Regions from separate parts of the Mus musculus genome. Here regions 1, 2, 3, 4 and 5 are each linked to region 6. Evidence: chromatin contacts called from public promoter capture Hi-C data. All regions are on one chromosome and are shown on one strand. The core of a region is the stretch at or near the end of the contact, and the rest is flanking DNA. Distances in the headings are between cores, read along the strand shown.

What was found. Promoter capture Hi-C pulls out the DNA fragments that hold promoters and counts their contacts. Capture Hi-C pulls out chosen DNA fragments and counts their contacts.
Region 1: a contact with region 6 is called in a promoter capture Hi-C map of liver. The contact joins the promoter of Slc38a6 here to the promoter of Dhrs7 in region 6. A contact is called at or near these places in 4 of 39 promoter capture datasets (3T3-L1-derived adipocytes, liver and stem cell-derived epiblast-like cells), 1 of 484 Hi-C or Micro-C datasets (natural killer cells), 2 of 115 datasets of contacts at active chromatin or transcription factors (extraembryonic endoderm stem cells and pancreatic cancer cells) and 2 of 9 other capture datasets (adipose tissue and liver).
Region 2: a promoter capture Hi-C map of liver shows a contact between it and region 6, with 2.3 times the contacts expected there. The contact joins the enhancer-like site here to the promoter of Dhrs7 in region 6. A contact is called at or near these places in 5 of 39 promoter capture datasets (the 3T3-L1 cell line, liver, pre-B cells and 1 more).
Region 3: a contact with region 6 is called in a promoter capture Hi-C map of 3T3-L1-derived adipocytes, with 3 times the contacts expected there. The contact joins the enhancer-like site here to the promoter of Dhrs7 in region 6. A contact is called at or near these places in 5 of 39 promoter capture datasets (the 3T3-L1 cell line, 3T3-L1-derived adipocytes, the HPC-7 cell line and 2 more).
Region 4: a contact with region 6 is called in a promoter capture Hi-C map of liver, with 2.7 times the contacts expected there. The contact joins the enhancer-like site here to the promoter of Dhrs7 in region 6. A contact is called at or near these places in 11 of 39 promoter capture datasets (the 3T3-L1 cell line, cranial neural crest, embryonic stem cells and 7 more), 3 of 15 datasets of contacts at CTCF or cohesin (embryonic stem cells, large pre-B cells and stem cell-derived epiblast-like cells), 4 of 484 Hi-C or Micro-C datasets (cranial neural crest, embryonic stem cells, palatal mesenchyme and 1 more) and 2 of 115 datasets of contacts at active chromatin or transcription factors (large pre-B cells and microglia).
Region 5: a contact with region 6 is called in a promoter capture Hi-C map of liver, with 2.3 times the contacts expected there. The contact joins the promoter of D830013O20Rik here to the promoter of Dhrs7 in region 6. A contact is called at or near these places in 2 of 39 promoter capture datasets (liver and pre-B cells) and 1 of 115 datasets of contacts at active chromatin or transcription factors (cardiomyocytes).

Annotation. Positions count from the first base shown.
Region 1 is chr12:73,285,469-73,288,168 of GRCm38.p6, forward strand. It overlaps Slc38a6 (solute carrier family 38, member 6), which reads left to right and starts at 1,380. Exons shown (of 16, transcript NM_001037717.3): 1 at 1,380-1,564. The coding sequence starts at 1,457. It overlaps Trmt5 (TRM5 tRNA methyltransferase 5), which reads right to left and starts at 1,243. Exons shown (of 5, transcript NM_029580.3): 1 at 1,216-1,243. The coding sequence starts at 1,220.
Region 2 is chr12:71,806,543-71,809,242 of GRCm38.p6, forward strand. No RefSeq gene overlaps it. Among named protein-coding and RNA genes, the nearest start is that of Daam1, 23 kb to the right of the region's middle. Within about 2 kb of position 1,254, at least 27 of the 459 cell types and tissues checked have an H3K27ac peak or open chromatin away from gene starts, as enhancers often do. A contact at or near this core is called in liver, where this site is marked.
Region 3 is chr12:73,501,141-73,503,858 of GRCm38.p6, forward strand. It overlaps Gm34080 (a long non-coding RNA gene), which reads left to right. Exons shown (of 4, transcript XR_381684.3): 4 at 575-2,023. All of the region lies in intron 2 of Gm34016 (a long non-coding RNA gene), which reads right to left. Among named protein-coding and RNA genes, the nearest start is that of Gm34016, 6.8 kb to the right of the region's middle. Within about 2 kb of position 1,366, at least 12 of the 459 cell types and tissues checked have an H3K27ac peak or open chromatin away from gene starts, as enhancers often do. A contact at or near this core is called in 3T3-L1-derived adipocytes, where this site is marked.
Region 4 is chr12:71,767,647-71,770,346 of GRCm38.p6, forward strand. No RefSeq gene overlaps it. Among named protein-coding and RNA genes, the nearest start is that of Daam1, 62 kb to the right of the region's middle. Within about 2 kb of position 1,450, at least 16 of the 459 cell types and tissues checked have an H3K27ac peak or open chromatin away from gene starts, as enhancers often do. A contact at or near this core is called in liver, where this site is marked.
Region 5 is chr12:73,408,153-73,410,852 of GRCm38.p6, forward strand. D830013O20Rik (RIKEN cDNA D830013O20 gene) reads right to left here and starts at 1,411. Exons shown (of 4, transcript NR_046013.1): 1 at 1,251-1,411.
Region 6 is chr12:72,663,156-72,666,128 of GRCm38.p6, forward strand. Dhrs7 (dehydrogenase/reductase (SDR family) member 7) reads right to left here and starts at 1,673. Exons shown (of 7, transcript NM_025522.5): 1 at 1,474-1,673. The coding sequence starts at 1,606.

The sequences.
Region 1 (2,700 bases), core at 130-2,629, 620 kb after region 6:
TTGCATTTTCAGTCTATTTGCCCCTATAACAGAAAAATTAGTGGTCTAGCAATCTCCCTATACCCAAAGAACTCTGCTCACAAATTTCGACAGAATACACATAGAATAGGAAGTATGAAATTTGAGTTAAGGGTCATCTCTAAATGAAATGATCACTATATGTGATGCCACCAATGGTAATACTTACTGGGATATTCTTAGGAGATCTTATTTTATTTATTCAACGGGCTGTTGTATCAGAAGCTGTGTTATGAAGTTTGTAAGCTAAGGGGTAAGTTAATCACCCAAAGTTATGTGGCTGCTAAGTGGCTTGGCAAGGCTTAAACGTTCATTAAGGTCTTAAAATGTAGCTCACTGGTAGAAAGCTTGCCTAGCACGCATGAGGTCCTGGGGTCATCCCTAACAGCACATAATATCAGGCATGGTGGTGCCTACCTGTAATCTCAGCATGAGGAAATAGGAGGATTAAAAGTTCAAGGCCAGCCTGGGATGCATTTGAGACCAGACCTCAAAAACAAACAAACAAACAAACAAACAAAAAAAAAAACAAAAGCTTGGTTAAAAATGACCTGAAAGCTGGGGATACAGTTTAGCTAGAAGTGTACCTAGCAAGCACAAGCAAATTCATGGGCTTTCAGCACTACATAGCCTGGGCACAGTGGTGCAGGCACTCAGAAAGCAGATCAGAAATTAAAGTCATCCTCCAGGTTGGTCTGGATACATGAGATTTGTCCCTTCCCATATGACCTTAGTATACTGTTAGGATGTCTATCATAGTGTACTGCCATATGCCATGCCTATAACTAAAAGCTTCAGTATTTTGACAAGGCTTTACTGTGTTGTTTGAAGTAAATGTAGGCGTCCGTTTTCCATCTGTAATATGTGGTTTAAACTATGAAAAGATTTTTGTGGTAATGGGAACCTAATCCCGGCACTTCTCATGCTATCCAATCCTACCACTGGGTGCATCAGCCCTCACCATGCATTTGACCAGCCCCCTACCCAAGGGCTCCGGCCTCGGCTTAGCGGCCGGTGGACAAGGAGATGAATGACCTGGTGGCCTTTTTGCGCTCATTGGGCAAGAAAGAAGAGCACGAGTCCCGCCGCGGTACCGTCAGGTTTTCTACATCACCCGGGACACTACTGCCCCCTCACCAGCTGCACCTTTCCAGGGCCAGCGTCACCCGAGGCCGGCTTCAGACCCGAACCCCTCACCTCATGCTCTGGTGCAGCTCGGAAATAGGGCGTCGGAGGCTGGTGACGTCATCACTGCTGGCCGCGAAGGCAGCGTAGAGTCCGACCCTGTGGACTCGCACCTCTCTTCCGGGCCCGCGATTTGCTACGAGAGCCCGGAAGGGCCAAGCCCGTAGCTCCGCCTCTGAAGCCGCTCAGCCGGGGCGCTTGGGGTTAGGGGAAGCGGCTCCGTGATTTACTTAGCAGTCGGTCGCGGAGCACCATGCAGGCGTCCCGGCACAGCATCCAAGCGGAGCCAGGCTGGTACGTCTCTGCCCAGCAGCCAGAGGAGGCGGTGGCTGCAGACGAGTGGAGTCCGTTGCTAAGCAACGTAAGTGGGCTTTACTGGCTGCGCTGGGTTCCTGTGCGCTTCGGTATCTTTCAGGGCTTGCAAGAGGAGCCTTGGACTGCAGGGGACTGACCCTGGGGTGGGGCCCGAACCACTGACCCCAGGCGAGTTTGGAATGTGGCAGCAGCATGGAGCACTCAGTCAATAGTGAGAGGCTTGGAACACCAGCGGGATGAGCCTCGGTTTTGTGACTCACCATTGCTTTGTGTCATTGTCGCCTCTGTCTCCTCTAGCCTTGTGAGGTCTTGCAAGAACATCACACGATGTTTCTTTTCTGGATTTAATCATGGGGCCAAGGGAAAGATGAGCTATAGGCACTTTAATACTCAAGTCCCTGTAAGTGAAGATGAGGAGAGGTCTCTGGTAATGTGCACATTGCTCGTCCTTAACCTAAAGCCGGTGTAGTGGGCTGTGTGTGCCCGGGGGCCCCGGAGCCTCTTCGGTCTTGAATGTCCAGCCTAGGAGGGCCTTGGGCATGCTAGAAAAACTCCCTAACTCAGAGCTGCTTTCCAGTCCTGCCACTCCACTTTTTATGAATCCCTGGACTGTAACAGCTGATGGTTTGGTTTATGTTGTCCCTGTAAGATATTCCTGCTAATCGACTTAATTCATTAGGCATATAAACAAAAGGTTAGTTTATTGCGGTCCTCGTACTTGAGGAAGAAGAGTTAGGGACAGAAGTTCCATGCTGACACTGGGATTCTTCAGGAAGCACGTGACTGAGGCCCGTTCCTCCTCTGTCTCCACCCTATCTTGATCTCTTGAAGTCACAAGGCTGTGGCTCCCACTGAAGCCAGCTGGGCCCTGCATGGGAGGAAGTAATTTTCCTGGAAGACTCGTTTCCTTGAGTTGCACCAATAGGTCAGAACGGAGGGAAAGGAACAAGTGTTATGTCCAAATGTGCTTTTCCTTGGGGTAATAACTCCTATGACGGAAAGCAACTTGGGAAGGGAAGGGCTTATTTCATCTTACAGCTACAGTCCGTCTTGAAGGAAAGTCAGGGCAGGAATCTGGAGGCAGAAACTGAAACGGGAGACCCGGAGGAAATATTGACTTGCCCCTACTGGCTTGCTCAGTTTGCTCTCCTTCATCCCCAGGAAGGCCTGCCTGCTCAGGGA
Region 2 (2,700 bases), core at 4-2,503, 860 kb before region 6:
AACTAGCTGAAAAGTGGCCAGAGAGCTTAATGTCTTAAACTACAAACCTCTCAGATGGCACAGAAGTAAGTCTTCATTGCTTTATGTTACTTTAAAACTCCCTCTATAGTCTCAGCCCAAGGAATGGTATCTCTCCTCCAGCGTCAATCAACCTGATCAAGATAATTCACAAGGGGCACGCTCAGAGAGCAACCTGTCCTAGATAACTTCTCACACCTGTGCGGGAGTCTTTTGTCTTACAGGAACCTAAAAGCTATCAAGTTGATAACATTAATCACCACGAAGCTTTAATTCCCTCTCTGCTGAATTTAGAGTAGACCCTTTAAGTAAATAAATAAGATCAAAGGAGCCTATAGGGTAGGGTCCTTAGCTGAAAGCAACGGCGTCTATAAGAGAAAGCCCCCATAGATATCCCTTTCTGGTTAACACACTTTGGCTGTGTGAGAACAGAGTAGGGTCATATCAAAACCCAGCCCTGCTGGCATCTTGACCTTGCCTCCAGAACTGAGGGGGATTTTTTTCTGTGTTCCTTAAGTCCTCCATCCTCCAGTAGTTTGTTATGGCACCCTAGAAGGAAAACGCCTTGTGTTAAGCAGGGTTTCTTAGTTGCTACAACAAGAACACAAGCAACCAAAGGAAAAAATAGGTTAGACTCTGTTGAAATTAAATATCTTTGTACTTTAAAGGATGTCATCAAGAAAGTGAAATTACAACCCATGTGACTATAGGAAAGGACTTGCAAATCGTGTGACTCTGACAAGGGATTGATATCTGGAATAGGCAAAGAATCCTTGAGCAGACATTTCTTCAGAGAAGACGTACAAACGGCCAAGAAACACATGGAAAGATGTTTGACCTCCCCGGGTCATTAAGGAACTGGGAATGAAAACCATAATGCAATACCCCATGACACAGAGTAGCATCGCTCTAATTTTAGAAACAGACAATAACAACTGTTGGGCAGGATGCGGAAACACTGGCGCTTTTGTACACTGCTGGAGTCAGGAGGGAGGGGAAACTGGTACAGGCGCTCTGGGGAGCTGGGGCAGTTCTTCAAACATCGAAACAGAGCTGCTATCCGACCCAGAAATTCCACTCCTAGGTATTTACACAAAATCAATGAAAACATCTGTCTAGACAAAACTGTACACAAGTGTTTATACCAACGTTGTTTTATAGCCCCAAAGTGGAAACCACCATACTGTCTATCACCTCGGGAGTGGGTAAACACATGGCTGAATATCTAAAGTGTTGAAACTTGCCACAGCATGAAAGGAAGGCCCTGAAAATACGATGCTGAATAAACAAAGCCCGTCACGATATGCCATGTACTGTAAGGTTTCTCTTTTTTGTTAAATGTCTACAAGCGCCAAAGCCCAGAGATCAAAGTAGGCTAGAGGTTGCTGTCAGGGTGTTAGGGATGGAGAGTCAGCAGAGATTGCTAACGGGAATGGGATCTATCAAGTGCATCACCGTGATATCTGTGTAACTGAAAGCCACTTTAAACTCACATAGTTTAAGGTGCATGTGATATTTCTCAGTAGATTGTATGGAGGTACCAGAAACAAGGGGCATGTTTGGATGGGAAGTGGGCAAGTTACAAAGTAACTGACATTTGATCTGCGTCTTAAAACATGGAGGGAAGAGTTTCACATCAGGAAAGATAAAAGGGCGTGGCTTATGAACTTCCTGGTGTTTGGGAGACATGTGACCAGTGTGTGACGGAGCTGGAAGGTTAGTGCAAACGAGACTGGGAAGTAAATGAAAATTCCAGCCAGCCAGAGTCTCAGCAGCAAGAGAAGAGGGGAGACTTGATTGAGAAGATAATAAAGACACTGTCCACAGAGCTATGATCCATCTGAGTTCCAGGAACCCAAAAGGGATGGTGAAGCTTGCTTGGAGCATCCCAGGTCACTACAATCCACTGGCCTGATAGAACTCAGGAAGGAGAAAATGACCAGAACTCAGTGAGCGCTGTGCCTGCAGTCTGTATAGACTTAGGAAAAGGAACAGCACCGTTGTGAACTATCTGAGTTGAGGAGCCCAGGGAAATTTTGATGGCGTCTTTCTCTCCTACCACCCTCCTCCTGCCCTTCCCAGAAGGCACAGGGCCTGTTGATAATGTGCAAACAAGTCATCCTGCAGCAAAGGGCTGAGAAGCCAGCTGAATCCCAAAGCATGGATGGAGAAAAACAGTTCAAGGCCAGAGCGAAAGAGACTCAAGTGTCTTGCCAAGACGCCTGGACTTTGTCCTGTAGACAGGGGGAAACCATAAAAGGACTTAAGCTGGCAAGTGACTGCCGTGCGGTGGGTTGCGCGGAGAACGCCCAAGCCACTGATTCTCCAAGCCTTGTCCCCAGGCCCAGCAGCATCTGGAAAGTTGTCAGAAAGGCAAACCACCCAGTGTCACTGAGACTTGCTGGATCAGAAGTCACGGGGCTAGAGCAGGCGATCTGTGTTTTGACTAGACCTCTCTGGTAATTCATATGTAACCCGAGTTAGAAGGTCGTTCTATGAATCACAGGATCAGAAAGATTACTGGAAGGCACAAAGCACAAATGCTCCGAATGTGACCCTTGGGTAGGCTTTGATAGCCTTGGTGATGGAGGATCTGGGTAAAGTAGGGCACAAGCTATAGCCCCAAACCCTCGTCTCACTACAGAGAAGCACAGAGGCCAGGCAGTCCCATCTGTCAACACT
Region 3 (2,718 bases), core at 116-2,615, 840 kb after region 6:
ACTCTCGGGAGGCCCCTCAGAGCCAAATTGCTTTTTCAAAACTTCACACTCACAGCCCAGCAGTCCAGACAGGCTGCCACAAATAGCTCCTTGTGGGGGAGCACATTTGCAACTGGCAACCTTATCCCCACATGTCTGGCCCTCATTTGGTATGCAAGCTATACTTTTAAAAATTAACATTTTGCTTAATAAGCATCCCACTTGTCACTGTTCTCTTTCAACATGTTGAAGCAGGCTACAGTCCCAGGAGACACACACACACTCTCTCTCTCTCTCTCTCTCTCTCACACACACACACACACACACACACACACACACACTTGCATCTTGCACACACACACACACTCGAATGCATTCACACAGTTCATAACTCAAAATAATGCAAGCAGTGTATGGTGAGAGATCACGCTTCAGCTCCCGATTAAACTTTATTTTAGAATAATTCTAGGTCTACAGACATACGTGAAGACAGAACAGAAACTCGTTATTCTCTTAAATCACAACGGCACATTTGTTACAACTACAATGTCACAACATGTATTTCACTAGCAATGTTTTTATTTCTTTCTTTCAGGAATCTACGTCTGCCATTACTTCTTCTTTGGATCCTCTTGACTAAGTCAACATTCCTCAGACTTTGTTTGACGACCAAGAATTGTTGGGTTGGATGTTTTGTAGAATAGCTCTCAATGGAAGCTTCATTGTTCTTGTCTTTTTTTCATAATTAGACTGAGGCTATGGATTTGGGGTGGAGGAGGTGGTGGAGGTATATTGTCCTCCCTGTTGCACACACCCGGAGGTCCAGGCTATGGTGGACCAAGCTAACTGTGGGAGTTAGCTTTGAGCCCCTCTGTAAAGCAGTTCCCACATTTATTCCTCTGCTCTAGCCCTTGAAGCAAGCTCCTAGCCATGCTCAGAAGGGGTTTTCTCTACATGTCTGTGTGTACACATTTGTATGGGAGAGTGCATACATATGTGTGCCTATGTACATGTGGAGACCAGAAGACAGCCTTGGATATTACACCTCAGGAGCTGCCTTTTTTTTTTAAATTGAGACAGAATAATCTTATAGAGACCTGGGGCTCTGTGAATCTGAATCAGTTAAACTGTCTGGTCAGATAACACCACACTGGCCTTGAACTTGTGATCCTTCTGTCTCTGCCTCCCTCAGTAATTCCTAAGGACATGCACCACCATAGCCAGCTAGAAAGCCCCAGAGACAGTCCTATCTCCGCCTCCCCGGTGCTGCGATTACAAGCATCTGACACCACTGAGCTGTTTTATGTTGACTCTGGGGCTCGAACAGATCCTCCTGGATGCATGGCAGGCCCTTTACTAGCTGAAGTATCTCCTCTGCCAGGTCATCAATCTGTACATAGTGAACTGGCAGGACACATGGGATTGCCTAACCCCATGCTAAGGCTGTGGCTGCCACCAGATCTTTCCTTTCAGGAGATCAACTCAAGAGGGGATTCGCCCATTATCAGAAGCTTCTGAGCTACCATTCTGTAATTTAATCAAACCTTCTGCATCAAAAAGCACCCTTGACAGCAAGAAGTACCCACTCTCTAGTAGGAGCACTCTCCTCTCTTTTCAGTGGCTTTGCACTGGCTCTTGTTTTGAGCTGAGTCCTGACAAGGAGCGTGTGGCTTGTGAAATAGCATTTTTTTTGGGGGGGTGGAGGCGAACAGAAGGATGTATGCCACACAAGCTTGTGGTGGCATGTGTGCTTCCTTGTTCCTCTGAACTTTCTACTGGGAAGCAAAGCTTCCATCTAGTCCTGTGTTGCCCTGGTCCCTGCATCGTGGGCTTGGGAAATCCAGCCTGTATCCTGGATCCTGGCAACAGCTTCTTGCCCATAGGAGACGAAACACAAGACGCCATTAGGGCAGCCCTCTGAGCACCCTTAACCCGAAATGAATCCGGGAAGGCACTTGAGATGCTGAGGTAGTGTGACATGGACCCTGGCACACAGACTACTGCCTCCCATAACTATGGCTCTAGGAATAGACTATTGGGCACATTATAATATTCATAAATGCCTTGAAATTGCTTTGAGAGAGAGAGAGAGAGAGAGAGAGAGAGAGAGAGAGAGAGAGAGAGAGAAGAGCTCTATCAGCATATGAGTAGGTGCTAGCATAGCATCAGAAATGAAAGATTCCCTTTTCTGGGTTAGTTTGTAAAAACAGGTAAGGCTAAACAACATACTCTTATGAAGGTTCTTGGAAGAAACAAATATAATCTTAGAAGTGGGAATGTTTTTAATTCATAGATTGTGAATGGATATGTAACGTATCTTACTTACATCTGACAGTCCCCTTCAAGATGCTATCAAAGTTGCAGCCTGCAATGGCACCACGCTAGTGTGGCACAAGTGGGTGGATTGAGTCTATGGAGTTCTCATACTCACTCACTTGCTCTGACCCACGGGTATTTGTGGGGCCCCGCTCGGAGGCACTGTGTAGTTATTCATCTGAAGAGCATGAAAAATATTGTTCTACATGTCAGCACCACCTTGGTGACTCATTAGAATCTTCTAAGTATACTTTTCCGGGACCAAAGTATACATGAGCAAGCCAAAGATGATATTATTCCCTGGCCACACCTTCTGGCACATCATCTTCTAACATAAACTTCCCAGCCCCAGAGAGAATCAGGAGAGGAGATGCTACATGGGATGCTGTGGGTCAATCAAATTAAGAAGAGTGTGGCACCTTG
Region 4 (2,700 bases), core at 200-2,699, 900 kb before region 6:
CAAACCCACCAGCAGCAGTGGGGGAAGCAACTGGAAGAGCATCAGCCAGCCCCACAGGCCCTCTTTGGGATCTCCTGTTTATGCCTTCTTCAGAGTCTTCTATCACACACACACACACACACACACACACACACACACACCACCTAGAAACAATCACAGTTAATTGCTGTGGACAACCTGAAGCAGCCCCATATCCCACGCTTGAGAATTAAATAAAAAATATATATTCACATAAAGAACTGTATTTTTTTTTTTAAGAAACCAAAACTCTCACTACAATTCACCATCTTTTGGGGCTCCTGGTCTTTTGTAAGAGCAGAGCTGGGACCACCTTCCTCTACACTGCCGTCTTTTCCTCTACTGGACAGAAAAGGAAAACCCCATTAGCCAATCTCCCCTGTGACTCACTTGGCCAGGAGATGTAGCAGGCTGACTGTGGTCAGTGTGGAGCAGTGAGGGGCAAACCCTCTCAGTCTCACCACCTCCTAGGACACAAGTGATGTTTAAAATGTTTGCAATGCTCTAGGAAAGTGGACCGGAGATGCCTCTCAGCTGTACAGTGCTTGCCTGGTATACACATAGCTGCAGCTTAATCCCTAGCTTAAAAAAAAGAGGAAGCAGAAGAATCCGAAGTTCAAGGTCATCCTCAGCCACACAGTGCGTTCCAGGCCTGCCTGGGATACAAGAAATAGAGTCTTACCTGTAATAGATTTGAAAAACAACGGCACAGAATGCCTCGGGTAAGATCGCTGATACCAAAATCACGTCCCTCTCCGACAACAGAACCAGTTAAAAGCCCTCTGTTTTCAGACTCTTTGATCTTAATTCAAATTAACTAAGACATTGTCTAGACTTTACCTAAAGTTTTCAAGGCTACAAATCAAATTAGATCTGTCCTAACAGAAAACACAAATTATGGATGGAAGAGAGCCCCCATCAACTGGCAGAGAGAACGATGGCAAGACGCTACCAGAAGGTGGCGGTGTTGTGCTTCGAAACGTCTCAAAGGTTGCCTGGAACTTGAAGCTTGAAGCGGAGACTCAAAACTCCGTGAGTTTATTGTTTTTGACATTCTCTACTCTTCCCTCTTCTAATGAAGAGTGTAGCACGGCTCTGTTGAGCATTTTGCCCGTAAAAATCCTTAAAATGCAAACGCCGACAAGAATACTGGTTTTCGTTTAAAAGCAGACCAACCAGGCAAAATTTCCTGCTGGAAGCTCTGCACAGGAAAGCAAAGGTCCTAGGACCTTAAGAAAACTTGGGTACACACGACAAAAACTGTATTCATAAAACCAACATTCTAACTTACGAATAATAACTAATAACGTACATAGAACTTACTAAGGCATTGTGAGAAAGAACAGAAATTATTCTCTACCATTCTCAGCTTTCTTGGACAGCAGCAGCAGTAATGACAGTCAGTGGCTGCTCTAAGTCTTTTTCTCTACTAAGCAGAGGCTCTTGTTCAGTAGCTTAAGCCCAAAGCACTGCGTGAGCACCACATATGTATTCTCTGGCTTCGGAGAGTCATGGAGGCGGCCACTGCTGTGTCACCCATTGTGGAAACAGAGTCATGGGCGTTGGTGGGGGGTGAAGGGTGAGGGGTGGGGGCGGAGGGTGGGGGCGGGGTTGTTTAGCTTCCTACCATTTTACTGTGTTTACAGGTCAGAGGGCAGTGGTCAGTTAACACCTACTACTCGCTCCTCTCCACCTTCTTGGTTTGAGATCCTTTTACTTATTCCTGAGGGCACAGAGGTTGATGCTGGTGAGGGAGAAACACGTCCACACTGTAGCACACCAGTCATGCATTTTTTAACATGAGCGTTTATGGAAATTGACTCCTAGTGTTTAGACACAGTCTTTTACTTCATTGGTTATTTATGATGCTTTGGGCATGGAAACGTGAGCTAGACTTGAAGGCTGGCGAAGGGAAGGGACTGAACTACCAACAGCCTTGCCCTCTCGCAGAGGAAAAGAAAATTCTTGCTTTCTCCAAACTGTATTCCAAAATAAATAAATAAATAAATAAATAAATAAAACTTCAAAGGATTACATTACCAGGATTCCAGCCATCTTTTTTCCATAAATTTTAAAAGTGAATTGTTTAATGCCTTTAGTGGAGTAAAATAGTTCAGAGAAGGGCAATATTATTATAAATAAGGAGCAACATAAACTTAACATAATGGATGCACTTACAGATGGATTTTGCTAATTTATTAATGGTATTGCTACTACAGGTTTATTTGTTTAACTAATAAAATGGGTATTGTGGAAATTAGCGCAGCATTTGATTTGAGATGTTGGAAAATAATAAGGATTTGAGGACGGCAGAAATAATAATAGTGTTCGGTCCCTCAGTGCTGACACAGTCTTCTCCAGCTTGAACGGAGAGAAGGAAGAATCGTTATTTAAAGCCTACATGTGAGATTTATTGAGGGACATTAGAAATTTGCGGTAGATACAGTCATGGGAGTACATTTCTAATAAAAGATTCCCCCATACAACCGTGAGTGGCTGTGCACAGGCAGGCATTGAGTCTTAGCAGCGAACCATCATTCGCTTGGCTGTATATCTCCCAAACTGAGACCTCCTAATGAGCCTCCAAGATGGCTGGCACATCTGCTGTCTTCAGAGAAGCAGAGACATGCTTGGCTCTGGGTCCAAACCATTACTCCTCACTTCACATTGAGATCCTATCTA
Region 5 (2,700 bases), core at 161-2,660, 740 kb after region 6:
AGTAAGGCCACTTGAGTTCCATAGGGCAGTAACGAGGCTTCTGTGGTTTCTCCGGTGTTTAAAACGAGCTAGGTCTCAGGGAACACTTTGCAGGAGTAAGGCCACTTGAGTTTGGCAGATTTGGAGGGAGGGGGCGTTGCATAGTAAAGGTTTGCTACGAGGATAGTCCAGAGCAGGTGCATCATCCGGGAGTGAGTTCACGGTGGCCAAGGGTGTGAAAGGTGAAACACGTGAAAGGTGGTCAAGGGACACCGGCTACCCCTTTTCTGAGTGCACTTCCCCTTCCGTGACAGATGGGAATACAGCAGCGTTGACACATTTACTCCTTGGGTATGCCCACTTAGGCTAAACAAATTTAGCACAAGCTGAACAATTGGAACTCAGAGCTGATCCTAAGGGATTTAACAAGAGCTGCAAGGGCATTCAGATGACCCTGGATGATTCTAAAACCTGGAGAAAAAAAAATCCCCCAGCAAGCCCAAGCTGTCTGATCATGCGACCCATCTCCTGACTGACTGCTCACAAAGACCTGGCCAAGGACATTCCAGCTGTGCCAGGCCACTGGGCAGAGATCCCAGAGAGAGCAATCTATCACTGTTCATCACCCCCTCACACCTCAGGGAGCGTGGGCCTGTGGCCACGAGCTGGCAGACAACAGCCCCTAGCCCTTGCGACAGTGTGTATCCCCACTGCCAGAAAAGCAACCAAGGTTTTAGCACTGCGCCATTGGGTAGAGCCCTGGAGACTCTCAATACTCAGGTTCACCATTGGGTGGCTCTACCGGGGTCACCAGCAGAAGAGATGTCTCCCTCCCAGAGATTCATGAAGCCAGAGTGACAAGGTCGTTTTTTACCCTTCTCCCGGTTCATCTTCCCGCCCCTTCATAGAACATATGGGACCCTTCGTGCTGTGTGCACCCTGGCTTGAGGTGGCAAAGGTGAGGAGGCTCCACTTACCCTCTCCCCCTGCACCTGTTGTCAGTGATGATGGCTTTTGACTGTGGCATCTTCAGCAATTTCTGTATAGCCTGCACCATAGGCTAGGCATAGGATTCTCACCTGGATCATGTTCTCCCGCTAGAACAGGACTAGGTCATAGCAATAAAGTCAAGCCTTTCTCATCTGACCCACCATCTACTCTTCTTCCTTCTTTCCTTCCTTCTTTCCTCCCTCCCTCCCTCCCTCCCTCCCTCCCTTCCTTTCTTTCTTCTTTTCTTCCTTCATTTCCTCTTTCCTTTCCGTAAATCTTACCTTGATGTCTTGGCAAGAGACTCCAGGAGGTTGGAGTTTCTCTCCACAGGAGTAGATCAATCACAATCCACCAAGACCCTGAACCCATTGCTTTCTGAATCAGGAATTCAAAAGAGAAACAAGCCAACGCTCTTGTGCCCCCATGTTGTCCTTGTGCAACATCAGGGCAGTGATGTCCTCTGGCATGAGAATGGCAGGAACACAGCCAAGATGGAGCAGGAGAGAGGCTGGGAAGTGCCACACAATCTAGCTAGCTGCAGTAGCCAACATTCCTTGGCAACGACACTCTCACTCAAAGCCCTGGGAAGCACTGGGACACAGGTGTAGTCTAGCATCTATAGAGAGCACACCGGAAAACACCATGACATCCCCCTTGTGAGTTCAGTCCCCCTCCCATCTCGCCATATGCTGGTGACAAGGAGGAAGAGTGGGCAGTGTCACACACCCACCATGCTGCCCAGAGGGCAATGATGTAAGCCACAATGCTTAGGTTTCAGCTCCAAATGTGGCAGCCAGCAGCAGGAGGTGCTGGCAAACCCTTGGCTGCCAGGCATGCTTCTCAGAGCATCCAGGCTGCTGCATGGAGTTGCTGTTGCCCTGGACTCTGCAGCCCCCCAGAGCCTTAGGCTAGGTGGCTGGGGACTTTTGAGGGTTAGAGATGGGTCTGCAGTGTTTGTGGGAGCAGTCTCTGCTGTCCTTTCCAAGGGACAGAATGTTGCAAGGAGTCTATGTCACCACTTTTGAGCATCTATGCCCTCAAGCACTAGACTAAGTCCTTTACATGATTCATTGACACCTCTCAAAACCCCGCTAGGAATATACTGTTATTGGACTTTTGAGGATGAAAGTCCCAAGCCGTAGGCAGGCCGCGTCATGGCTGGTACAGCTGAGAACTAGCCAAGGTTCTTGTGCTTAGGAAGTAAACGATGCTCCAGCCTCCACAGATTCAGAGCACTAGCAGAGCAATCAAAATACTGAACAGGCAGAGTGTGACGGCTCACACCCTTTAATCCCATCCCTCAACAGGCAACCGAGGAAGACTGCTGTGAGCGCAAGGGCAACCTGGGCTGCATGAAGAGACCTCTCAAAACAAACAAACAAACAAACAAACAGCATTCTAAACATAGGTTAGATGTAGGTTGCTTGAATAAAGCAAGTAGCATTCCAGAATATGAGTGGGTACAAGGTAGAAATACCACAATAAATACATGTTTCAATGCAGCATGAAGGCTCACTAGATCTGGTCACTTGTCATGAAGAGAAAGGCACCTACCTGGCCACAGCTATCAGTTCTTGAGCTAAAGCCTGTGGAGTCACAGGTTAACCAGGCTGTAAGTCACTTTTTGATGTCTGTCCAGTTGGGGACATTCTGCTGTGGCATTGAGAGATGAAGTATTGGACTAGAAAGATGGCTGACTTGGGCAAAGGTGCTTGAGGCTAAGCCTGACAA
Region 6 (2,973 bases), core at 423-2,922:
GCCCTTGGTCTTGCGAAGATCATATGCCCCAGTGCAGGGGAATGCCAGGGCCAGGAAGCAGGAGAGTGGGTGAGTTGGGTGGGGAGCAGGGCGGAGGGAGGGTATAGGGGACTTTGGGGATAGCATTTGAAATGTAAATGAAGAATATATGTAATAAAAAAATTACACCGCAAAAAAAAGACTAAACACACCTACATTTCAGACATAATTAATGTGTTAATAACTTTTATACAGTCACATAATTTATAAACTGAGTTTAACTCAATCTTCCATTTAAATAAATGAGGCCAAACACAAACAACATCCACAGGCTGCTATTGACCGTGAGCTTACAGATACATCCATCTGTCTCAATGGTGCTCAGTGGAGAGTTACAGTTAAAAGATGTATGGGGTATTTAGGATTCTTGCCCTCAACACTGACAGTCTCCGAGTCACAGCCATGCCCTCTCCTGTTTTGCAGCGCTGAATCCACAAGCACACTGTGCAGTTGCATTTGTCAGTACTGCAACTGTTTGAGCCAAGGCAATGCAGCTTCAGAGAAAAGACAGCAAGGATGCCTGCCAACATCTGGGAGGGACATAAAATCCAAGATCCAGCTGTCACCTACTCCTGCCCTGCTGACTTTGAATGCAGTACCTTCTGAGCCACCAGCTACTTCAAAGCATTTTTGTTCGGGTGCTTTGTGTATTTTCCACCACGAACAGTGGAATCCCACTTAGTCCTTTAAGGATCAGAAAAGCCTACCTAGGGAGGCTTTGAGTTTCTCTGTCAATGTCTTTAACTGAAAAACAATACGAAGAGTGCCCATGTCATCAGAATTGTTAACGCCAAAGGTCAGAGGCTGTCTGTGGCCTGCTGAACACACTGCCAACGTGACATAACACCCAGCAGCATCTGTGAACTGATATATCGGAGCATGTGAATCATGTATTAAGTGAACATTAAACACCACGCAAGCTGCAGATCGAAGTGGAGCGGGCGAAACGTGCCTTACTGTACACAGAATGATCTCCCTCCTGGCAAAAAGCCAGCTCAGCGCTTTCTATTGCGAAAATTTTAACCAAGTGAGCAGGTGAGTAAGTGATTCAGGCCAAATTTTCTTTGGGTGCTTCCGGGAAAGTAAAAAGTGCAGGATCAAAGAATGTTCCGGCCTCTTAGAAAGCAAGGGACACACTCTGCTCTCCATGGTGCCTTCCCTGAGAGTGTCCGGGGATCCTACGGAAGAAGTCTGTGTCTTGCAGGCATCAGAGAATTGCAGCGCTCTCTTGGGGTTTGACGTTTTCTATCCTAGTCTGGGTAACAAATCAGGGCCATTTTCGAATTAAGACAAGCGACAGAGTGGGTACTGCCTGTTTAGCCCCTGCCTCTTCCTCCCGGACCCTCAGCCCTTGGTCAAGGCTCAGCTTGGCAACAGCTGGGAGGGACCTCGGCCCTGATCTTCCTTAGAGCCCAGGCTGTAGAGGATGCTCACCTGGGCGTCGCCCTTGCCATTCAGCCCACAACAAGGTCAGGTCCGCATCCGCCCGCAAAAAGCGCAAGAGCTGCACAAGGGGCAGGATCAGCGCGCACAGCGCCAGCAGCCACAACAGCAGCTCCCAGCTCATCGCTGTCCCTTGCCTACCCGACTCTGCCGCAAGCGGAAGACAGTCGGCGCCCGCCCTCTACGCGGCGGGTCACAACCCGGGGCTCCGCCTAGCGAGTCCCCGAAGGTGGGGCTCCATCTGTGTCCCGGGCTGCACCACGGCGTCTCTGCGCGTCCCTACTGCGTGCAAGACTGCCGGGGTGTTGCAATAGAAGGCATGGAATCTTGGGAAACTGCTGTTGGGAGAGCAGTCAACAAGATTTGTGAGGGCATGAAGGAGTCTTTAACAGCTGTTTTTAGGACGACTTTTCAGGGCTTTGGTGGTGCCTTGGCGAGAAACAAAACAAAACTTTGATCACTGCCCGCTCCGACCCCGAGGCCCCATCCCCCGCTCCACGCTGGGAATTGTGCCCAGGTCCTTCTTCGCGCTGGGCAAGCTCCCAAAAGCTGAGCCAAACCCTCACTCACTCTTCCTAATCTGTTTTCCTTTCACTTTAAGCTTGTGGACTGAGATAAGCATACCGAAGTAACTCAGCACTTGAACTGGGTTGCCCTCGTGGACTGGCCGCTTATATTTAGAAAAACATTACAAATGATACTCATATTTGGCCAAAAGTTGGCTATCATGGCCCAGAGTAATCAGAACATAAAACTAACTGGGCTAGAAGGCAACTGTTGCTAAGTTCCAGGAGCTAAAAACACTCAGGTTGGTGTCCTCCTGCCACCGTTTGTAAATGATGCCATTATCATTTGACAGCATTTGAATATGGAAAGGCCTCTGTGCACACTAATTGCTCTGTTCTTTCTTCTGTGTTTGTTAGTATTGTTTTTATAAATTGTCACTTTTTTTTTTCCGAGACAGGGTTTCTCTGTTTCTACTTTGTAGACCAGGCTGGCCTCAAACTCAGAAATCCGCCTGCCTCTGCCTCCCAAGTGCTGGGATTAAAGGTGTGCGCCACCACGCCCAGCTGAATTGTCACTTTTTTCATTGCAGTGAGAAAAGGTTTACAAAGGTCTATATTTTGCATCTTTAGAGTGATCTATGCAGGAAATATTTGAACTAGTGTTAATCAGAAATTGCTGTGGTATAGTTCAAGGTGCATGTCAGTTAGCTAAACTTTTGGACTGCCATTTGGAATAATATTGGTCAAGAATTGCTCTAATTGACGTATCACCTGGGCCATGTGAATTTTATTTTTATTTTGTAGCACATTACTTTTGTAATAAGATGTCTTAAAATACCACACAGAGTCTCATGATGAATCTTATCCCAAATGTTTCCCCTTCTGTAAAAGGACAGGACTGCAGTGGATCTAGTGTTCCGATGGGTCACAACCCCAAGCTGTGGGGATGAGGGATCTGAGACTGGGACATTGGGCTTGGGAGACT